2 separate regions of the Lactuca sativa genome follow, and region 1 is linked to region 2. The links are chromatin contacts, called in public Hi-C maps. All regions are on one chromosome and are shown on one strand. Each heading gives the region's core, a stretch centred on a gene start, on an enhancer-like site or on the middle of the called end of the contact. The rest is flanking DNA. Distances are from core to core; before and after follow the strand shown. Region 1 holds the start of LOC111913241 (deacetoxyvindoline 4-hydroxylase). Region 2 holds the start of LOC111898320 (protein NLP9).

Region 1 (5,870 bases), core at 132-2,631, 160 kb after region 2:
AATCATAAAAGAAAGACAAAATTCCATAAATGGTCCCTCTGGTTTACCAACATGATCCTTGTGGTTTCCAAAATTATGAATTTGAAAAAAACAATGGATGAGCAGGATTTGGGTCAGGAACTCAGGTTAGTAGAGATGTGCAATAATGGTGGAGATGCTCTTGTGTGTATTCTTAACCCAAATTTAAACCCACAAAATGAAAATGTGAAATCTCTGGTAAAGTGAATTCCTTTTTGTTTATGAATGCATAGCGTAAGATTTTTCATGGTAACTTAAAACTTGCCTGTAAAAGGTCCGCAACATTAACCACTAAAGCTCCCGAAATTGGTGAGACATTAACCCACTCATTTTGATGGAGGACTTGAAGGCCACCCAATAGATCTTGTAGAATTATTGTAAAGAAACCAGCATCCGTATGACAATTAGTCCCTAAAGTCAATTCCGGTTGAGGACAAGTCGGGTAGTAATGACCCAATACAAAAAGTCCTTCCGCACAACCCAATTTCTCAAGGTGATTTGATTCAAGCCCAAGAGCTTCTGAGAATAACTTGAGCAGAGTAAACCCTAATTTCATGATGTGGTTGGAGTACTCCGTTAAAATATCTCTGCATATTTTTACATGTAAAGTCAATGTTATAAAGGTATAATTTGCTGATAGAAAAAGTGGAATATAATTTGGTATGTTGTTGAAATTATAATAATTTAAGTCAACTGTTAATAATAGTAGTAGAACATCGTATTAACACCTGCAAATCGATGGGATTTCTTCCGATCGTGGAGAATCAGGAGCCATAACCGACAGAAACGAATCACTCCAAACAGCTGAATCGCCTGTAAACAAATGGAAATTGCTAACATAGAAAAATCGCTTCTGAAAATCACGAGAGTAATACTTGATCTTCTCCTCCGTTTCCATCTCATGGAACCCTCGCACTCCATCAATCATCTCATCCAAAACTCTTTTCGGGATTCCATGATTGATTATTTGGAAAAACCCCCACTTTTCACAAGCATCCCGAACATTTTCGATATTCTTGCTGTCTTTAAGGTCTATAATTGGGATATTGAACTGATTTTGAGTAGTTGATGAGTTTGAATCTTCGATTATGGGTTGATCGTTGATAAAAATACGAGGGATTTTTGACAAGCCAGCGTCGATAAGGCCTTTGACACCGGATTTGGAATCATCAAAGGCTTTTAATTCGGACTCACGATCGTATTTCGATTGAATTGCTGGCTCGACTTCATGGGTGGTAGTTACCATACTTGCTTATGTAAGATGATTGACAGAGAAACCCGAAAATTGGGTAAAACGTTTAGGGTCAAATACTCAAATTCTTGATTACATGAACTAAATAGTTATTTTATAATTAAAAAAAAATTGAGCGAATTTTGGGATACCGGGTAGGGTAGTATTAGTACTAACGTTGTCAAGATTTGGATTATATGTAGGATATTTTTAGGTATGTAAGATAAGATCCCTAAAATAAAATATTATTTTAATCTATAATTTAAAAACATGAAAAATATTTCAAAACATTTAATTTTCATTCAAAAGTTATAAAAACTCCAAAATATTAGTCATAAGTCACAACGCAAGATGATAAACGGTAAATTGGTAAAGGATAAAAGACATGAAGTGGTAAAAAATCTAAGGAAGGTAGAATCAAATCGAATCCCGATCCTATAATCCTACCTACGATCTTAAGATCCTACCCTAAATACAATTCATTTACGATCTGACTCGTTTTTCATATCTAGGATCGTAGGATCGTACGATCCTACGACCAGGATCGCGATTTTGACAACAATGTTCTGGACTAGCGTTCCAGAATTATTTTTTTTTTTTTTATTTTTTTTTTTTTTTAGTTTTTACTTAAAAAATTATGTGTTGTATGTTAATTCTTTTGTTTATTTATGGTTTTAAATAAAATATTAATGAGTTTTCTAGGTTATAAAAAATCCATGGGGTGGAAAAATACTTAAACCCTTAAGTTTACATGCAACCTACAAAATGATCTATGTCTTCTCTATTGATAGCAATAACATATTAGCATTAAGAAATCCTAAAGAGAGACTATGAAAATCGAAATTAACATAAAGTTTAGGGCTATATACTTTTTGATTAATATAGCAAATAATTAAATCAAATCCTCTTACAGTTCCTTGGAAAGAAATCATCAAAATGATGACGCCTCTATGACTCACACCAAAACTAGAAACCCTAGAATGAGGAGGAGAGGAGAGATATGAATGGAATTTCGTTTCTATGCCTTTTGGTAATGTGGTGAACTAAAATTGCAAGTCAATGGGTCCTATTTATAGTTGAGGTAACTTAAAGGTAAAACAAAATTTGAATTAATTAAATATTAGATTTAATCTTAATTTAAATCATTTCATTTTATGCAACCAGGAGACTTCCAAAAACCTTAGGAAACCCTCTAAAACTGTCCATACCATAGAGGGTTCTAGAATTGTTTTTTTTTGTTCAACTACTAAACAATTACAATTCACCTATTGTACCTTTAATTAATTCAAATTAATCTCAAATGAATTCCAAATTAATTCTGATTAATAACTAATCAATTCTAATTGATTCCATGTTAATTTATTAATCATATAAATTAACAAATCAATTATTTAACAATTGATCTTATATTAATTTATTAATCATATAATAAAGCAACAAATTAACTGTCTAATTCTTATTAAATATTAATCATATAATATATTAACAAACCATTTCCCCATAATTTTCAATTAGTTTATTAATCATATAATAACCTAATAAATAATACTTTTGTCTCCTAATATCATTTCTAGTTATTTCTAGTCATGAAGGCAATCCAAAAATGACTTTGTTTTTAATTACAAGAATATACCAATTTAGTTACTAGCTTAGACACCTTAATGCAACAGTCACCCACTTGGATAAGTCTGTAACTACAATTACAAGTATAAACCTTAAACTAAACAGCAAAGAGTATTTTCCAAAGCCACTGTCGAACTCTGATTCAAATCAAACGTTGGCCCTAAGATAAGTGATCAACTATTCCTTCGTTCTACAAGATATCGTATGAACTGAGTCATGGATAAAATGATCAACTTCATGTTCATTTGTTATGTTTTCCGATTTCTCGATCTGTGATTCATTTAGACTACTAAATTGAACACATCAATTCAGTTCGGACCATGCACCTGGTTTTTCATAGATCAACTCAAATCATCGAGGAACCAACATATATCACTTTTCCTTATTCAGACAAAGGGAACGAATTACGTTGAATATATAGTCATACAATTTACATATCAAATCACACATGGAATAACCCTTTATAACATCCAGTTACGAGATGCATTTGAGCAAACCAATGCACAACTGATATGTAAACTATGAAATATATATATATATATATATATATATATATATATATATATATATATATATATATATATATATATATATATCTGCTTTAAGAATAAAAAATATTATCATCTTAGAATTACTTGTGATTGAATCCATAAAGTAATCTCTAGGCGTGTGTTTATCCAATACTTAAAATCTTTGTTTTCAAATTACTCATGAATATTGTAGCAATTCTAATTGCAATGCCTTAACCTCAATAGACAATCTACAATCAATTCATAATAATCTTAATTTACTACTTACTTCCAAAAGCATGAACGACTATGGAATTTTGAATAATATTAAAATTAATCAGGGAAGTAACACATGCAAAGTGAAACACAATAATAAATTAATTAACTATGGCATTATACCTATTGATTATACATAAATCCTTATTATTTAATCACCATAAAATTTATGAATTTATTCATTGTATAATGTTTCGAGTAATCAACTAACCACAATAACATCAATCATTCCATGTTATAAACATAGATACTATGCCTCTCGATGGTCCTTCCTTTGTGAACAGATCAAATGGACATTAGTCTAATGATGCTCAATTCATGATTCCAAATTCTTATCACTATCTAAGATGTAGGGAGTTTCATCTTTACATGCATCATCTTTTTGTGATGTCAAGGTTCGTAAGTCATAGAGATTGAGCCTTCGACACTCTAGAATGTTCCACTAGAACTTGTTACTAGAAATAATTCCATGGTTATGCAAATTCAAGGCACACTCCTTGAATGGTTCTCTTGTATTAAAGTTTCCAACTCACATGTAGATTTTTCAAACATCTCCCATTAAGGAAACATTTCTATATTCCAATAAGATCATCAATTCTGACCAAAAATCATCGCAATACAAAACGTGTCACTATGGTCCTTTCCAAATGATATCATACTTCTAACTATCCACAATCAACCAATCTGCGGTAAAGCCTCATAATGTTCTTGACAGTTTGTTTAATAGCTCTAGTCACATGAAAATTTTAATCCTTTTCACACAAAGCTGAAAGCATTTGAAAAATATAATAATAGAATATTATAGCATATGAAATCGATCCTATATCCGAAGAATTTGGTACTCGACTCATTATTACAAGGGTCTAAAATCTATTCAATTTCATGCTATAATATTTCCATCTTTAGAATCTCCTATGTTGAAACATTTAAACATACTATTCTTATATGTCTTTGACTAAGTTCTATTAAACTATGAAATCTAAACCTTTAGATTCGTAACGAAGTATGAGTGCCCTCTCCCTTAAGTCCATTATAGTGGAACATTTTACAAATTTTGCATTTGCAACATGCAATACCAGCATAACAATTATGCCCCCCACTAGCTTTTACATGTACTTAGAAATCAATTGGATTTCTAGAAATCAATACCTTTTGACTTCCTCATGGAAGTTTAGATTCCTATTTCTTGATGCTTCGTCAAACCTCTAATTATGCTTCTTAAGCTTATGCACTTTATCTGAATAGTGTATATGTTCAAACTCTTTCAAGATGTGATAAACATATCTCCTAAAATTTTAAACAATTCCTTTCCATTCCTCACAATTCGAAATATGAAGAGGGATGTCATAATCATATTGTGAATTTAAGAATGCAATTTACACAACTAATATCCATATAGACAAGATCTTCAAAATCTATTAGCAAAATTATTTCCTCATAACTATATTCATGAATTAGAGTGAAACCTTTTGCCATTTAGATTTCAAGGTACATATGTTCATATTCAATTGAATCTTTCAATTCTAATCTATAGCCATAAGAATAGGTTTAGGACAAACCAAAATCACATTTAGTTCTCCTTCATGGAATGAACTTCGCTTAATCTAAATTCCTTGCCTTATGGCAGCTCAAAAGGCTCACAAATGCTTCCATGTTGTTAGCAGCCCACCCATATTAATCAATATACTTTCACTGACCAACGTGCTTAGCCTTTTGTAGTTAAATGAAGAACATAGAACTCATAGGTATTTCCAACTCAACTAGAAGTGCACAAAAATTATAATGAGTCAATAAACACAACATGTTATCAAGCTTAGGTTGCGTGCTAGTGATTACTAAAAGGATCATTGTCGGTTGACTCTTGAAACACTCAAGATCAACACAACTCCCAATGATTTCTTGACATATAAGTTTTCTCTCAAGAAACATTCCTTGGCGAGCTAAAACCAATATTCAAAAGTTCATGCAGATTCTCGACAAGAAAACACTCCATAGAATAGGACTTAGTTTATCTTTTGTTTCTCGGTCAAAGAAAACATCAAAAATCTAATTCTAAATGTGCTATAGTAAGAAAACATTATTACTCCACATATTACGAGGTGTTATTATCCTTATTAGTTTTGAATTGTGTTTCAAGATATGATTCACAGTTACTAGAACATGGTTCTAAAACTTGATTGGGAACAACGTATGACTCATCTTATGATTGTACA
Region 2 (5,517 bases), core at 2,727-5,226:
TCGTTTTTTGGTGATTTAAAAACCGGAGAACTCGATGAACTTCCATTCATCATCGACCCATTTGACGAATCCGTCATGCTGGAAGAAGTTGATTGGTTGGATTTTTCCATGTCATCACACGTGTCCATGTCATCACAACCCGAGCTTTGATCTGGTTTCGAAAACGTCCATGGAGTTTTTAAACTGTTTATGGAGTTTGTCACGATCGGGATGGAAGTTGACTTGTTGACTATCGTGTATGATTCGTCTTCAACTTTGACTGATTTTTGCGTGTCTTGGTTGACAGGGTTGACCGGGTTTGCGGGTACGAGTCCACCGGTTGTTGGGTCGAATTTTAACCCGCCTTCCACTCCTTGTACTGAGTCGAGAACCGTTTGTATTTTTTTTAACGAACGATTTACTTTATTTATTTTTCGTGATGGCCATCGGGAAATCCCGTGTTGTCTGCATATCCTTTTCAGTGTAGTAGGACAAACTACAAAAGTACAAAACAAGAACCGATTTTCATTGTTGTTTATAACATGTTTAGTCTTATAATAACGTACTTATAATTTTAAAACCTCCCAATCAAATTGTAAAATATTATTATTATTATTATTACCTCCAATTGCTTTAGCAGCATCCTTAAGGCTTCCAGAAAAGTATTGTTGTAGAACACTTAAGCTAACATTCTTCTCTGCTGTACTTCGCTTTTTCTCTGATTGTCTCCTTGATCCACCAACCATCTACAAGTCAACACAACATTTTAGTCAACATATATATATATATATATATATATATATATATATATATATATATATATATATATATATATATAATTCAAAAGGTAATATTACCTGATCGGGTGGACGAGGTCCAATCCTAACATCAACAGATTCAGTGCCATTAACAGAAACTTGATCACCAGGAATCAAACTCCCTTCAACATATTTCTTCTCAGAAGAGCTTCTTGATACTTCAAGTGGCAATGAACGTTCATCTACCCCCATCTGAAAGCCAGCATCCACCCCACCCCCACTCACACCCCCACCTACCCCTGACAATTCACTTTCCGAAACTGTCCTCAAACTCCTACAAATCCTCTGCATAGTCCCGGATAAATTATTCAACAAAAGTTGTTGTTCTGTGGAGCCTTTCATGTTAACAGGAAGAAAAAACTCCAAGATATAATCATCATCACCAGTGTAAGTACTCCTGAGTCTAATTGCAACAGCAGCATTTAGGCCAAATTTTCTTGCATGTTGGACAAGTGGGTATTGGCGAATATCGTAGTCTTTTACATCAGGGTAGAAAAAAGGGTGATTTGATTGAAGGGCTTTTCCGGCAATTCCTTGTCCTTCTTCAAGGTGATGTTCACTGCATGCTTGAATGAAGCCTTGCATTTCTCGTTCGTTGACGTAACAGGCGTCGGTTTGGATGCATAGGATTGGTTTTTCTGATGAGTTGAAATTACGTTTTCGCCCTCCGACACGTACTTTTATGGTTTCGTCATGGAGTTTTTCGTTGTAGCTACATGGGATCCATGTTAGGGCAACGGGTAGTCTGTGTGCATGGCATACTGCTCGAAGAACATCCGTTATTTCGGATAGTGCAGCCATTTGGTTTTTTGAGAGGCACTGCAAAAATGATGATCCAACAAAAAATCAAGACTTTGCGTTCCAAGATACATAAGGGTAAAATGGTCATTTTCTCCTATGGAGCTAAGTGAGAGTTGAGTGAGTTTATCAAAAGATCAACATTTCACATTCAAGTTGATCCTATAATGCAACATAGTATATGGAACTAAGCAGCATAGTGGACTACATGCAAAAGAAACACAAGGGTAAAATGGTCATTTATACTTTTTTTGACTGTTTAAGAAAGAAAGTTTTCCAGCTTTCCCGGATCTAATATCAGGGAAAAATAATATAAAAACATGGATTCGAGTTCATTAATTATCTCATGAAAGAAACAAAACATTTCATAGATGATTATCCAGATTTGAATTGTGCTCAAGAAGGGTTTAGTTGGGTTTCGTAAGAAATACTACAATGGGATCATTTAAACAATTTGACATTATATATACAAAGGAAATCTATTTAACCTTGCAATAAAATCCACCCTATTCATCAAATACCTGCTTATATAGTCGAGGAGGTGCAACACTTTTCAGGTTCACACTCTGCAAAGATTAAAAAAAAAAATAGAGGTTATAATTTTACAACAGCATAGATTCACAAACTATGCAGAAAACAAGAAATCAAGACTGAGTGCATGATCTTTTACAAGAAAAGATTAACAGCACAGTTGGTTTACCAAAGGATTAGAGTAACTTCACCAAAGAAACAAAAGAAACAGTAACTCCAAACATATTCCTTCTATGAGTAACAAAAAGTTTACCTCAAGAGCACGTGAAACATGATCCATCTCTGCACTGAAATCAGCCTTCTCTTTCATTGTAACAAGTTCAAGAACAGCACAACAAGATGTATCATATGAGTCATCTTCAAAAATAGGTAGAGCAATAGATCCTCGGACTTCATGACTAAGTGCAAGATCTTTACGCAGGTATTCACCTTTATTATAGTGGGAAACATTTGAAGTCCACTCAGGAACTTTTGAGCTGAAAACCCTACCAGGAAGCCCTAAAAAGCCACCAGGTTTCACTTCAGCTGAAAACGTGAAGCCTCTGGAAACTTCTCGATATCCAGCCAGCATCTGATCAAGCAAATAAGGCTGCTCACATGTGCTTAATATATACTTATCACCTTCCATAATTGGAACCCAAACTTGAGCCAAAATCCCTGCTCCAGATGAATCTTTGAACAAAGACAATGCTTTCAACATCTTTTCAGCAAGGGGTCGACCACCTGGTGACCTATGGATGATACCATTTCCATTTTCTTGAAATTTTTTCTGTTGACAAGAACTTCCATTTCCATTTTCATCAGATGAATTCACAGGTATGGTGAACTGGGTGTCTGGGGTAGGAAAGGATACTCTTTCTACGCCATTAATTTCTCCATCAGTTGGGAGAAAACCGGATTTGACTTGTTCTGTGAAGTTTGTGTAATCATAGGGTGCATAGCCGGCTGATAGGGCAAAAGATGCTAACATCTGATCAGCTGCTGAAGGACTTGTACACCACCCAGCGTAAGTATCAAAGTTCATGAGCTCAGAGAAGCTGTTGAATGGGTCGTCTGGCCTTGTGAAACCATCCATGGATGCAGGATTCTCCATCTGAGGTCTTGGAGAAGCCCAGAAACCTATCGGCTTATCTTTTGATGGGGAAGGGAATTCCATTTTGAAGATTGTTCACAGCGAAACTAGAATTCCTACATCTGCTAGTTTCAGTCTTTTAAGACTCAACGATAATACGATCCCACCGTGGAGTTTTTTTTTTATCTCGATCTCACCAAGTCGTAATATGTGTCGGAGACTCAAATTCAACGAAGCTAACACGGCAGACGAAAATCAAATACTAATCGGTGCAGAAGCCAAGTGATTTCTGAAGATATTTAAAGGGGAATAAGTATAAAACAAACCTGGGATGGAACAAATTGGCCTCTTCCAGCTGCGAATTGCGGAAAGCCACAGATGTTCATATCAATAACACAAATCCAATCTCAGATTCATGACTTTTACTGGCTGAAGAATCCAAGAAATGACCAAACATACAACCAATCAATGAAATAGTAGTTTAACTATTAAGGAAATTGAATTTTAATAGTTGGCAAGCAAAAAAATACCAAAACTAAGGAACCCTAAACTGTAAAATTGAATCGATATCTGGTGCTTATAGCTTGCAAAATTACCGACCATTACCGACCAAAGGAAGTTGACAAAGAAGCGAGTTGAAAACCTCGAAACTATGCGAACCCCAGACTCCGAGAGAAAGAGGATTGCTCTGAAATGGCTACGGGAATTGAGAAATGAGGTGGACTCATTCCAAAAATAGAATGTGCACGTCAGAACACAACAGAAAACCATTTTACTACCGCCTATAAAAGGAAGCAGGCTTTGTTTTGTTGCCCTTTTACATTTTACTACACAATTACACAAACGGTTGTAATCATTGGTTTTATTTTTGGGAAAAACTAAAAGTTCAAAATCTGATTATTATCCAGCAAACATAGAAAGTTGAAACTTGGAACTATTAGGCAAGGGCGAGTGGGTTCGATATTGAATCGACAAAAGCCAAGCATCCTGTCTTTATGCTAAACTTAGGATGGCAACTCGTGAACGGATATAGCGGTTTCACTAATAATGATATCTTCGTAAATCCCAAAAAAACCTTGGGTTTTGCTTTTTTTAGCAAAAATTATCATGGATATGGAAGTCGAGTTGAACATGTCTGTCGGACAGAAAACAGTTGTTGAGTGTTTTCGAGCATCTCATGCTCATGATTTTCTGCTAACCATCAATACTGATGGTCTTAAATGTATGGTCTCAGCCAATATATGTTTCCTGTGAAATACCGTACTATCTTTCGATATTGGCTCGTGATTCCTTATTCCCACGTCAACGGATATGCCCAATTAACCGCAATGCATGTTTGGATATATATGGTTCGTTATACAGAGCTTTCAGACTTCAAATACCGACATGTTTATGGTTAGGGATGTTCTCTTTGACGTCTATCAGCATACAAATATTTTCGTTAAAAAAGAAGCAACTGTGAATTTTGTGAACTTTTTGACTGACTCACTGGATGGAAGATCCACACTGACATTTTTGTCTTTAGATGGATAGGAGGAAACAGGTTTCTGGATCTTACTGGGGTCTCCCTTCTCGTGGGTTTGAGGAGTGAGAGTTTCACAACGGGACATACTGTTTTTGAATTCGCCGCGTGGAAAGTGACAAAACACAAGAATGAATGCATTAAAAATCAACATGTATTTATACATTTCGCATTTGATACCTTTGGTTTCTCGCACTAGAGGTAGTGGAGCTCCTCAATAGAGTCGAACGAGTCATGATGTAACAACCAAATGGCGTCCTGAACTAGGTGCTGCTTGTGAAATATGGAATGAGATTAAATTTGAGTTTCAGGCAATGGATACTTTGGATCAATAACTTTCGTTCTCTTAATTGAATTTCAATTAAACTCGGCCCAATCTTTTACTAAAAGGATTGAGCCGAATCCAACATGCGTATATTTTAGATAGATACACATGGGACACTACTAACCACTTGTTTAATTAAACTACCTTCATTAGTTGGAACGACAAAGTTTTACTTAACCAACATAAAACCATACATATATTAATAGTTATACTTGCGTACATCACCTAGAAAACCCCATATCTCGATTATCATAAAATAGAAAGCAATAATATCATACAATACAAGGATTCATGATGAAAAATAGTGGTTGTACAACGTTAATGCCTATTGCTCTACATGGAGCATCTCTCAATTGTCACAAAATAGTGGCTAAAACCCACGTTTCTTTTCCAAGACTACAATTGAAAAGAACTTTTGCATGCAACGTGTACAACATAAACTATTGCCCACATCACATGAGACCCACAGTAC

What was found. A called contact is a pair of places that touch in the nucleus more often than the background predicts.
Region 1: a Hi-C map of seed shows a contact between it and region 2, with 7 times the contacts expected there. The contact joins the promoter of LOC111913241 here to the promoter of LOC111898320 in region 2. A contact is called at or near these places in 3 of 4 Hi-C or Micro-C datasets (leaf and seed).

The regions. Positions count from the first base shown.
Region 1 is chr3:242,196,191-242,202,060 of Lsat_Salinas_v11, forward strand. LOC111913241 (deacetoxyvindoline 4-hydroxylase) reads right to left here and starts at 1,382. Exons shown (of 3, transcript XM_023908958.1): 1 at 747-1,382; 2 at 284-605. The coding sequence starts at 1,264.
Region 2 is chr3:242,029,244-242,034,760 of Lsat_Salinas_v11, forward strand. LOC111898320 (protein NLP9) reads right to left here and starts at 3,977. Exons shown (of 6, transcript XM_023894240.3): 1 at 3,842-3,977; 2 at 2,380-3,627; 3 at 2,117-2,161; 4 at 837-1,616; 5 at 602-725; 6 at 1-475. The coding sequence starts at 3,282.